Regions from separate parts of the Siniperca chuatsi genome. Here region 1 is linked to region 2. A link is a contact called in public Hi-C data. All regions are on one chromosome and are shown on one strand. The core of a region is the stretch at or near the end of the contact, and the rest is flanking DNA. Distances in the headings are between cores, read along the strand shown.

Region 1 (5,019 bases), core at 2,281-4,780, 35 kb before region 2:
GAAGAATCATGCTTGACCAAGTTTCATTCATGTCACAATCTTATAAATTTAATGTAAAAATTGCAGCTGGCAGATATATTCTGGTTCCAGCGTGTGCAACAATTATCTGTTTTATATTATTTTGTTAGTTTTTAGTTGTCTTTGATGGAGGCACTTGGATCATAAATGATTAATTCACATGTTTTGTAGCTCTTTTGAGCTGGCTCACCACATTGTTATCTCTCAAATTTCTTTGTGTTTGGAGCAGTGTGTTTATTGATCTTTGCTCATAATGTGCATTGTATTATACATTTTACTTTTATACTCATGTCATTATAAGCTTTTGACCAAGCAATATGTTGTTTGTAGAGAAAAGGTTAAACTACAGGTGTACTCCCCACCATTTTTTTTTTTACAGCGCTTATACACTACGCCTCACTTCAGGGTTTTAATTTTCTTTTGTACTTTGCTTTAGAAAGACTTTATTCAGGAGGACTTTTTCTGTATTTTTCTTGACTTACCCACCAAAAACGTATGCCTCTTAAACAGCTTACCAACGCATTCGGACGAGATTTGGTTCAGTCACAAATCAACAATTGAACGTGATGATGCATTCTCACTTTTGAAACATGAGTACAGATTTTAGTGAATTCAGGATTTTAAAATTTTTATTGCTAAAATTCTTTGCACTGTTAAGAGTTTGGCTTTACAATGGTCACTGTTTTAGGGTCAAGGCCCAAGTGTGTAAAATAGTTTTCTGATCTGTGAACATTTAGTTTCTTCACTTTGACGGTATTGTTACCTGATCACTGATCCTACAACAGTATTCCAATACTCGTAAGCTTTATGTACACAGAATATTTTTATTATTTTTTACTGTTTTACTTTTAAAGTTGCAATATGAAATTCTTGTTTGTCAGTAGTAGAGGTGAAAGGCTGTCAGCCACCTACTATAATACATCTGTCTGCAAAGGAAAATGTGTTCTCCCTTATTTTCAAGGTCTCGATCGGTGATGGATAGATGACCCAATAAAACCTGGGAACCAAGAACATAGAAAATGTGTTGCACTTTATAGTTTTTATGTGAAATAGGGGTTTTGTTATAGTTTGGAGTGGTTTCTCCTCAGTATCAGTACACAGGTCATGTCACATTGCTCCTTTTTTAAAATCAAAATTTCATTGGGTCATCTAATCTCAGAGACTTTGAAATATGAGGTATTTTTTGTGTTAGAACCAGCTTCTGTATGATTCCAGCATCATGCCATTATTTGAAATTTTCCATCCATAGAGCATAATAGGAATGAATTCATACAAATACGCTCCAGTTCTCATTTTAGCTCTAAGAAACAAACCTGAGCCATTGGGCTGAGCATGAGGTTTTTCATTTTGCTGGAATCAAGGAACATGAATTCAGCAATAATCTGTTTCCTTTTACATGTTGGTGGAGCAACTGAACTAATTTGAAAGTGTTCTTTTTTCATTTTTGAAATACAGAATACCATGTAAAGGATACATCATGCCAATTAAATTCCATTTCTGAATGCATTTGCACTGTTTAAATAATCATTTAAGATAAAAAAACAAAAACAAAATCACCCCAATTCATGTCTTGCCATTTTCAAAGATACTTTTACGGATACTGACACATTCCACTGATTTAGACTAATGTGACATTTATGACCGTAGACTCAATGTTAAGTTTGCACCACTTTTACACTCATTTGTATCCAAGTTTATTGTAAAAAATGATTTTTCAGGTATTTGCAATCAGGCTTTCTTTAACAATACCCTGTAGATTCAGTACTTTATTCCACATGTTACTCATTCTCCTGTAAGGCCTGTATTACTCTTGTATTATACTGTACTTCATTACAAATTTGTATTTAAATAATGACAGGTGTTCAGGTAGTTCAGGTGAAACACATTCAGGCTCAAACCATAAGAGAACTGCTTATGAATGCAATGGTATTGTGGCACACATACTGTAAGAGGTTGGGCCTCGAAATCACAGCTGTCCCATTTTCAGCCGAGGGAGACACTGACTGCAAATAAGTGACGCATTAAAAATCTGCTTAGCCATTTAGATGATAAAATTGTATGACTCTAAAAATGCAAATGCAGCACTAAAAAATAGACACGGTTAAACGTAACCAGTTCAGCAGGACGTTGTCTGTACCTACTCTGACGTAATAAGAAGTTGATGTGTGGCATATTGTATCTTCCCATCTTAGAGGATAGGTTCACAATTTTTCAAGTCGGTCTTAAAACAATAGTCAGGTGCCCATACATTGAAACAATTTGTGCTTATTTACATTGGAAGTGCATTAGGAAGTGATCTTTTAATGAACAGGAGGAATGATTACAGCAAGCTAAAACTGCTTCAATGTACATATGGGCATGTGAGTATTGTTTTAAGACGGACTTTAAAAAAAGTTAACCTACCCTTTAATTCTAGTCACTTTTCATAAAGTTTGTTATGAATCCCCCATGTATACAATAGATTTGAAACCTCCTCACCCTCAAAAGAGCTTTTTCCACTATGGGAGCTGCGAAATAAAGACTGGACATAATTACAGTTATTTTCTGCAGGCCTTCCACTAAGTAAAACATCTACTTGTCACCTTGATAAACTTATTCTGAATTCACATACAAAAGCTGAGGCTGAACTGGTTTTGAAATTGGAACATAAAGTTTATTTAAGTTTGGAAACAAGTGCAGGCTGACAGGATGACACTCAACAGTCCATATGCTTTAAAAGGGTTGACAAGGTGTCCTCAGACCCTTTTCGCCATATAAATTTGATTATATTTGATATTCACATAAGTTTTTATGCTATAGATTTACAATCTGTGTTTCTCAACCAATCAGAGATGAAACTATAGGTCTGTTTTATTGCTTTTGATATATGAAGAAACCTCTCATTGTATCAGTAAACAAGATTTATTTTTTCTAGTTTTAGGTAGGTCTGTAAATCAGTTTGAAAGACATATCTTTTCTCATTTTTTGTAGCGAGACTAGCCTCTTGTTTACATTTAGATCACAGGTTTATGATGGTTTACTTTTTACTCCAATACATTTGTCTGACAGCTTTAGTTACTTTTCAGATGACAATTTTTCATACCCTTCTTGTCCAGTGAAAATCATGTATCTCCAAATTTGGTGATTTTGAATGTGATAAATTGAAGGATTAAGGTCCTTTATGGGTTGAGAAAATTCTCCTACTTCTTAAGATAAATAAACTATTTAACCCCCCCCCCCATTTGGATTAGCTGGAAAATGCTTAGTCACAAAGCTGAAAACAGGTTTTTTTTTCTGAGCTCATGAAAAGTTGACTTTTTAGAGATACGTGGTTCTCACAGGACAGCGATGCTACTAACATGATGATCTTACAGAAGATAATGCATAGCTATAGATTAAACTACCCAACAGTATATAAAGTAGATAAAATTAGCTCAAACTTAAACATCTACAGCAGTAAAATGCAACACACATGAATGCAGCAGTAATATTAATCCAAAAACATCATATAATAGTAAAACACTGACAGGGACCTTTTTTCCTGCAGAATACTTTTACTTTTAAAAATTTAAGTAGGCCTATCTTAATCATACTTACATACTTTTACTTAAGTAAGGTTTTGAATTCAGTATTTTACTTGTTGTGGAGTATTTTCACAGTGTGGCATTAATTAAAGGATCTGCATACTTCCAAACACTAAAACGTTTAATGTAAGGTAAGTTGCACCACTTTAGCAGCCACAAAAGTGTGTGCAAATATTGTGGAATAAAACTTAAAAATAATTGTAAGAAACCCTATATGTAAGTAGACAATAAAACTGGATTTGCACGTGTCTCACCCCTTTGGCTTAGAAATTTAGAAAAAAGGTGACCTGAAAAAACAGTGAAACCACCGGGCTTCCTCTTTCTCAGGGTCACTGCGCCCTCGACAGGAAGAGGTTTAGGTCAAGCCTTGCGGTTCGCTCCACTAGATGGCGAGAAATACAATAGAATAAGAGCATGTAGAATGAGCCGGGCTGTATGGCCTTGTGAAATGGCGTCCTGATGAGATGGTGCTGTTAGTTATTTGCCTAGTCACCACTAGTCTAAAATAAATAGACCTACAGCGAAGCTAAATTTTGCCATGCAGAAAAATTCATTAAAGGGAAATGGCACTGTATGTTCTTGTGAACTGAAGCCTAATAAATTACAGTTAAAAAATGTATATCATGTTCAACAGTTGATAAGTTGTGGCTGCGTACGCAGTAACTTAACTCCAGTGGGTGGCATGGTGGGTTTCTCCACTGTACGCATACACGCAGTGGATATAACACTACAGTACATAAGAGTGCGTACTTCTGGCTCCACATCACACAATTTATACGAGCTATGTTTACACCTCTCATCGGTTCACCGCCTCACTTGTCTGAAACTGAAGAAAAGCTTCTTGGGAAATGCATTCGTGACATAATTTCTTACCAACAGCGGCGATTGCAGCACGCATACTGGCACAATACACTCCCCACAATCCACTGCGTTGTTGTTAGCGACCCCATCTTGTGTCCTCCTCATGAATATATAGCAGTCAGTATTTGCGTAGGAGGTCGGCCGACGTTCATTTCATATTCCAGCGCTGTATCTTGGTCTAAATGGGACGCACAGTCACGTCGCCGCCCTGATATGTCCCGGCGCGCCCAGCCTCTTCTCAGCGAATTGAATCGGTAAAATGTTTTTTTTGGAGCAACGGAGGAGACTCCGACAGGGAAAGGAAGACAAGAGTGAATGACTACTAGTGGAATATAAGTCAGCAACACCGCCCAGCTGACGGACATTTACCGCGCGTTGGGAACGTATTCAGGCTTTTAAATGTAGTGGTTGTAGGTGTAACCAAGTGCGCACCGTTATTTATTTAGAGTGGGGGACTTTTCATTGGCAGAGATGGAAAGTGTGCAGGCTCTCGCTGAGGATGGCGCGTCGGATGGAGGCGCGACCAAGTTAATGAAGAAGCCCAGCGGACTGTCTGTCGCCCCGGGGACTCCAGCGG
Region 2 (5,458 bases), core at 1,348-3,847:
AGCATGCATCTCTCCATGAGACAGAGGTCACCACTCACTGAGGGGAATATCTGATGTTCCATGCATATGATTGAACCTTCGACCTGTTTATTTACATATGTATGATAGTTTATCAAGTTATGAAGGACATAAAAGTAATGGAAATGAAGGGAAAAGGAAAGGGAGAGGGAGGAAAGTTGGACAGAATAGTGTCAGAAAGACAAAATATGAGATGAAAGGGGGAATTTAAGGCCAAATGAAAGGATTAAAGTTGCATACATTTTTTTTGGCCACTAAAAACACAATTTTTACATATTATCATGTGATATAGCAAAAGTGTTAGCAAGCATTTGCTTATTTACACCTCCAGCATACATAGAGCAACATTAGCATTCATTTAGAGTTGTGTTTCTGTTCACTTAATGAATCAAAGTCCAATATTCACTCTCCCTTTACCTCTTGTTTGCTCTGCACCAACTCCTGAGAAAAATATCTGGCTTTTTAGCTTGCTAAATGCTCCACTATGTTCAACTGTTAGATGCTAAATTGCTAACTTTGTCTGTCTACTGTTTGGTACTGGGCAGGTAGCACACAGTGGACTGTTTAGCTGAAAGATAACAAACAGGTTGTTACAACGGCTAGAAATGAGGTTGACGACAGAGGAATTATGGGCCAGAACACCAACGCAATGAGCTAAAAGGCTCCATAGAGTTGAGGTGAACCAAAGGGTTGCTTGATAATTGAATAAAATATATTTATTAGCAGCTTTAAAACTACATTAACAGGTATTTTGGCAATTTTGGGTCAGCACAACAAGCTGTAATTTAAACACAAGATTAACATATTATCACCTTATAAAGTTGTTATCATGAACAAACAACAAACAATTTACTTATCCAGCAGACACTGAGCAGCATTAGCCTCCATTTGCGTCTTCTGACCACCTGACTAATGTAAGTCCAATATTCACTCTCCTTTTGGCTCTGTTTTGGTCTTTGAAAAATATCTGTCTTTAACTTGCTAGAAGCTCCATTACGTTCAACAGCTAGTCGCTAATGTCTTCTTCCGTTTGGTGCTGGGCAGGTAGCATAGGTAGCATACAGTGGGTTTATCAGACCTGTTTTGTTGAAAGAAAGAAGCTACTGGCCACGGCTGGAAAACCAAAACATTTACCTAAAAGAGGCCAAAAGACTCTGTAGATCTGAAGGGGAACAGCATATTTGGGTGATAATTATTTGTGAGCTCGTCAGGTCGAGCAACACCTTGTCATTTCATCCATTGTTAATAAAAAATATTACTGCAGCTTTAAATACACAAGGACAGTCATGAAAATAAATTAAGAGAATGGCATGATGGGACAGCATGACACAGACAAGGAGGGGGTACCAGCATTACTCAGCAGATTGCAGAGGTTGATTTAATGGTGGAATGACATTTTCCCACACACACCCCGCCCACTGCCTGCAGGAGTCACCCTCAGCTGGAATTACTTGGCCACCCTAATCAATAGCCCTGACGTCTCGGTTGCCCTTTTCTCCATCACATGATATACTGTGTGTATGTGTGTGTAACCTGTGTGTGTACATAGGGAGTAAAATCAAGTAGTGCCAGTTTAAGCAGCTGCTCTAGCCTGCGGTGCTATTATGATGCACTGCCCATCTCTGGCTTGCCATAGCTGCTCTCTCTGTACACATGATAGCTGATAGCAGGTTGGATGTGTGGGTCTGTATGTGTGTGTGGATAAATAAAGACAGCCCAGAGAGTCCTTTCCTCTGCTTAGCCTTGTCGTCCCCCCCGAGGGGCTAACCCCTCTGAAGGTCACTGCTCTGCCATAGGACACCACGCCAAATGCCACTGGTCACTGGTGTTTGAATGAACAACACAGACGTCAATGCTGCACTTGTTTGCTCAACAATCAAATGTGAAGGTTTAGTCCTACTATTAAGGAAGGCTTTATTTATGGGTGTGTTGAGTCTGTGTGTTTTTCACTTAAACAAATTCTGTGTAAGCTATACTTTGCTACATTGCCCATGAATATATTCATTAATATCTATATGAATATCTTCTAATCTCTCTGTAATATAATATATATATACAGTATGACAAGATACAACTACATCCCCAATCACTTGCTCATACTCTCTTCTCTTCCCCTCTTGCCTTTTCCTAATTTGTCATTAAAACTTTTATCCTCTATTACCAGATTTTCTCGTCTGCGGAGCCTCAACTTGTCCAACAACCACCTTGGTCAGTTCCCCCTGGCCATCTGTGACATCCCCACGCTGACGGAGGTCAACCTCAGCTGTAACTACCTGTCCTCTGTCCCCAGCTCTGTGGGAGCCATGACCAAGTAAGTAACAGCAGGAAGTTATTGAGGAGACAGACCCGATGTTTAACTATGATCTAAATCTTTGTTAAACTAAATACACTTTAGCTGTAACTCTCCCTACTATTGGCTTGTAATGTTGTTTCACTTATTGTTCCGGGTCTTTACTGCTGAGTTGGGGCCAATGCTTGCTTGCATTGATGCTATCTCAGGGCTGGGGGAAAAAAAAGTTTACATAGCCAAATGTGGAAGTTACCTGGCAACACGCACGTGGCATAACAACCAACATGGTGTACTTTGCTAGTTTCAGCATTTGAGTAAACAACGACAACTTGCACAGATCACCTGTAGTGCTTGCCCGTGGCTTTTTGCCTCAGTCATGGCCTGCCCGTTGTCTGTTTAATGGCTGGTCTATGCAAGTCATGTCACTCCAGTCCTTTCTTATTACTCAGCTGTTCAAAACATTCATTTATATATTCTCTGTCATTTTAAAAGTTTGTTCAGTTTGTTATTAAGCCAATCTGTTGTGGAGAATCCAGTTTTGACCATCTCCTTTTGTATTTTGATGCACACCTTAGCATTTCTTTACAAGCTTGACAATTTATCTCGTATTCCTCTTGAGGACTCTATTGCCAGTAAAACACTGACTCTCTTTGATGAACCACTGAATTACACTTTTGAAATTAATTACTTGGTGACATTGTTACTCTGCCCCCCCCCAAAAAAATCACACTTTTTTTATCTCTAGGCCAACATTTTCAAGAGGATGGAAAAAATAATTTTGCTGTCTGAAAACCATTTAGTTTCTCACGGGAATGCTCAGAATATTTTAAGTTTTGGTTGAGCTCTGGTATCAGCCTCCTTACCTGTGGAAAAGCTCTTTTACTCTGAGTGTCAGCAAAATGTAAAAATGTGTAAAATGAAATTAAATAAGGGTCTTAAACTTGATAATTCATGCATTATCCGGTCCAATTTACCCCACCATGACAATAGGGAATACATAGATTAAGGGAGTCATTTAGTAGCTGGGTCAGTACTGGCATATGGATAGTACATGTCCTTTAAACTCAAAGCTCATTTGAAACTTAACAGGTAAGTGAGTTGAAAGCGGGCTAGATGAGAAATGAATCTGCAGGAATGATCTGGTATGCCTGTAAATTCCTGAAGTGGCCAGTAGGGCATTTATGCTGCTACTGCCATCTGCTGGACATTACGTGTACTGATTATGACTGCTGAAATTGTTGAAGAAGTCCTTGTTGCCACAACATCATTGATCCTGAGCTACACTATCTGTGCAAATAAAGAAAATTCTTTGTTAAAATGCCAGTCTGCCTATCACTTCTTTCATGAATGGAGTCAATCGTCTAATCTTGTGTTCCTCTCTCAGTTTGCAGACGTTCCTGTTGGACGGCAACAGTCTAGATGAGCTGCCCAATGAGCTGGGTTCCCTCCAGAGGCTGAGTTACGTAGGCCTTTCCTTCAACCAATTCAACCACGTGCCCCAGGTGCTGGAGCAGTTGGCGTCCATGGAGAAGCTGTGCATGGCAGGAAACAACCTAGAAACACTCACCCTGCAGAATTTCAGACTGCTCCGTGTCAAACACATCGATCTAAGGTACGGCCATGTAGGCAGGTTATTACAAATATTTTTAAAAATTGCTATTAGGAGATTATGATAGGGATTTTGTGATTGAAATTTGACAACTTTGTCAAGAACAAGCATCACTTTAAGTCCTCAGTCATGCTTGTCCAAAGCAAGGTACTCAATGACACATATTATCCCACTAATGATAGAAAGAAAACCACTAAGAGGAAGCCAAAACACGAGCAGACAGCCAGACAGCACAGAATCAGGAAATCATTTGCCTGTAGTGGCTCCATCAGGTGTCTTCCCACTGTTTGCAAAAGCACAGAGCTGGAGTGACTTGCACTATTTTACCAGTTAATACTTCACTCCTGACTTTGCTTAGACAGGGTCAGTCAATACATTTTCCAGCATTCTCACCTGTTTGGGCAAAGATCACTTGGTATTTCTGAAGGGGATGTGTTCTTATTCTTTGAAAATGAGTCCAGTCAAGTGTTGAAGCAATGAGTCAATGAATTGATGAGTTTGGGGCTGCAACTAACTCATATTTGCATTATTGATTTAATCTGACAAATACGATTCAATCATGAATCATTTAGTCTATACAATGTCAAAAATAGTTAAAACTGCTTGATACAAGTTCCCAGGGGGAAAGATGACTTCTTTAAAATGTGTGTTTTGTGTGAACAACAATTCTAACCCCAAAGATATTCAGTTTACTATCATATAAGAATCTTCACATTTGAGATGTTGGAACCAGCACATTTTCAGAATTTTCCCATGATAAATTACTTAAAATTATTCATTATCAAAATTGTTGCCGTACCTTTTCAAAAGTTTTTATTTCCCAACAGCATTTTTTAAAATTACAGTTTTACTCCATAATGCCTCTTTTCATCACAAAGTCTATGTCTGTCAATTAAGACAAACAGGGAAATGATGTGATTGTTGGCTGTTGCTTTAGCTTGAATATAGTAAACCAAATTCTGGTATTGGTTAATGGGACTGAATAATATATTTATGTCTTTTATATCAGTCTTTGCCTAGATGGTTTCTAATAATTGAATGCTTGAACATAAGATATCATCAGTAGATGACAGAATGATAATCATCTCAAGTGCATCAAATTCACAACTCACTTTGTACACCAAAAAAACTTCCATCAATGTTGTGCACAGAGCAGCTGAGTACTAAACAGAACTCAAGTAGCTGCACAATATATCAGCCATCACCTGAGGCATGTTCCCTGTCTTACAAGAAAGGCCACAGCCTGTGCAGCTCAGCCTGATCCAATTGGAACTGAACCTTTGCCTCCTCCCCGCTCCCTCTGTCAGGTTGAATAAGATCTCCAGCATGGTGCCAGATGAGCCCGACCTGCTGAGGCACGTGACCCAGCTGGATGTGAGGGATAACAGGCTGACGGACCTGGACGCCTCAGTCTTCCCCAGACTGGAGGTGCTTCACTGTGAGAGGAACCGCATCATCAGCCTCAAGGCCAAGGGTTGCTTGCTCAAAGGCATCTACGCCTCCAACAACGGTGGGTTTGGCACGCAGGACTTCATGTTCTC

What was found. A called contact is a pair of places that touch in the nucleus more often than the background predicts.
Region 1: a Hi-C map of an unstated tissue shows a contact between it and region 2, with 6 times the contacts expected there. The contact joins the promoter of phlpp1 here to the enhancer-like site in region 2. A contact is called at or near these places in 3 of 3 Hi-C or Micro-C datasets (liver, skeletal muscle and an unstated tissue).

The regions. Positions count from the first base shown.
Region 1 is chrLG13:13,495,544-13,500,562 of ASM2008510v1, reverse strand. phlpp1 (PH domain leucine-rich repeat protein phosphatase 1) reads left to right here and starts at 3,530. Exons shown (of 17, transcript XM_044220605.1): 1 at 3,530-5,019. The coding sequence starts at 4,914. It overlaps LOC122887418 (phosphatase and actin regulator 1-like), which reads left to right. Exons shown (of 12, transcript XM_044220616.1): 12 at 1-1,524.
Region 2 is chrLG13:13,459,085-13,464,542 of ASM2008510v1, reverse strand. phlpp1 (PH domain leucine-rich repeat protein phosphatase 1) reads left to right here. Exons shown (of 17, transcript XM_044220605.1): 5 at 2,183-2,329; 6 at 3,693-3,920; 7 at 5,225-5,427. Among protein-coding and RNA genes, the nearest start is that of mep1bb, 20 kb to the right of the region's middle. Within about 2 kb of position 2,597, the one cell type or tissue checked has an H3K27ac peak away from gene starts, as active enhancers do. A contact at or near this core is called in liver, where this site is marked.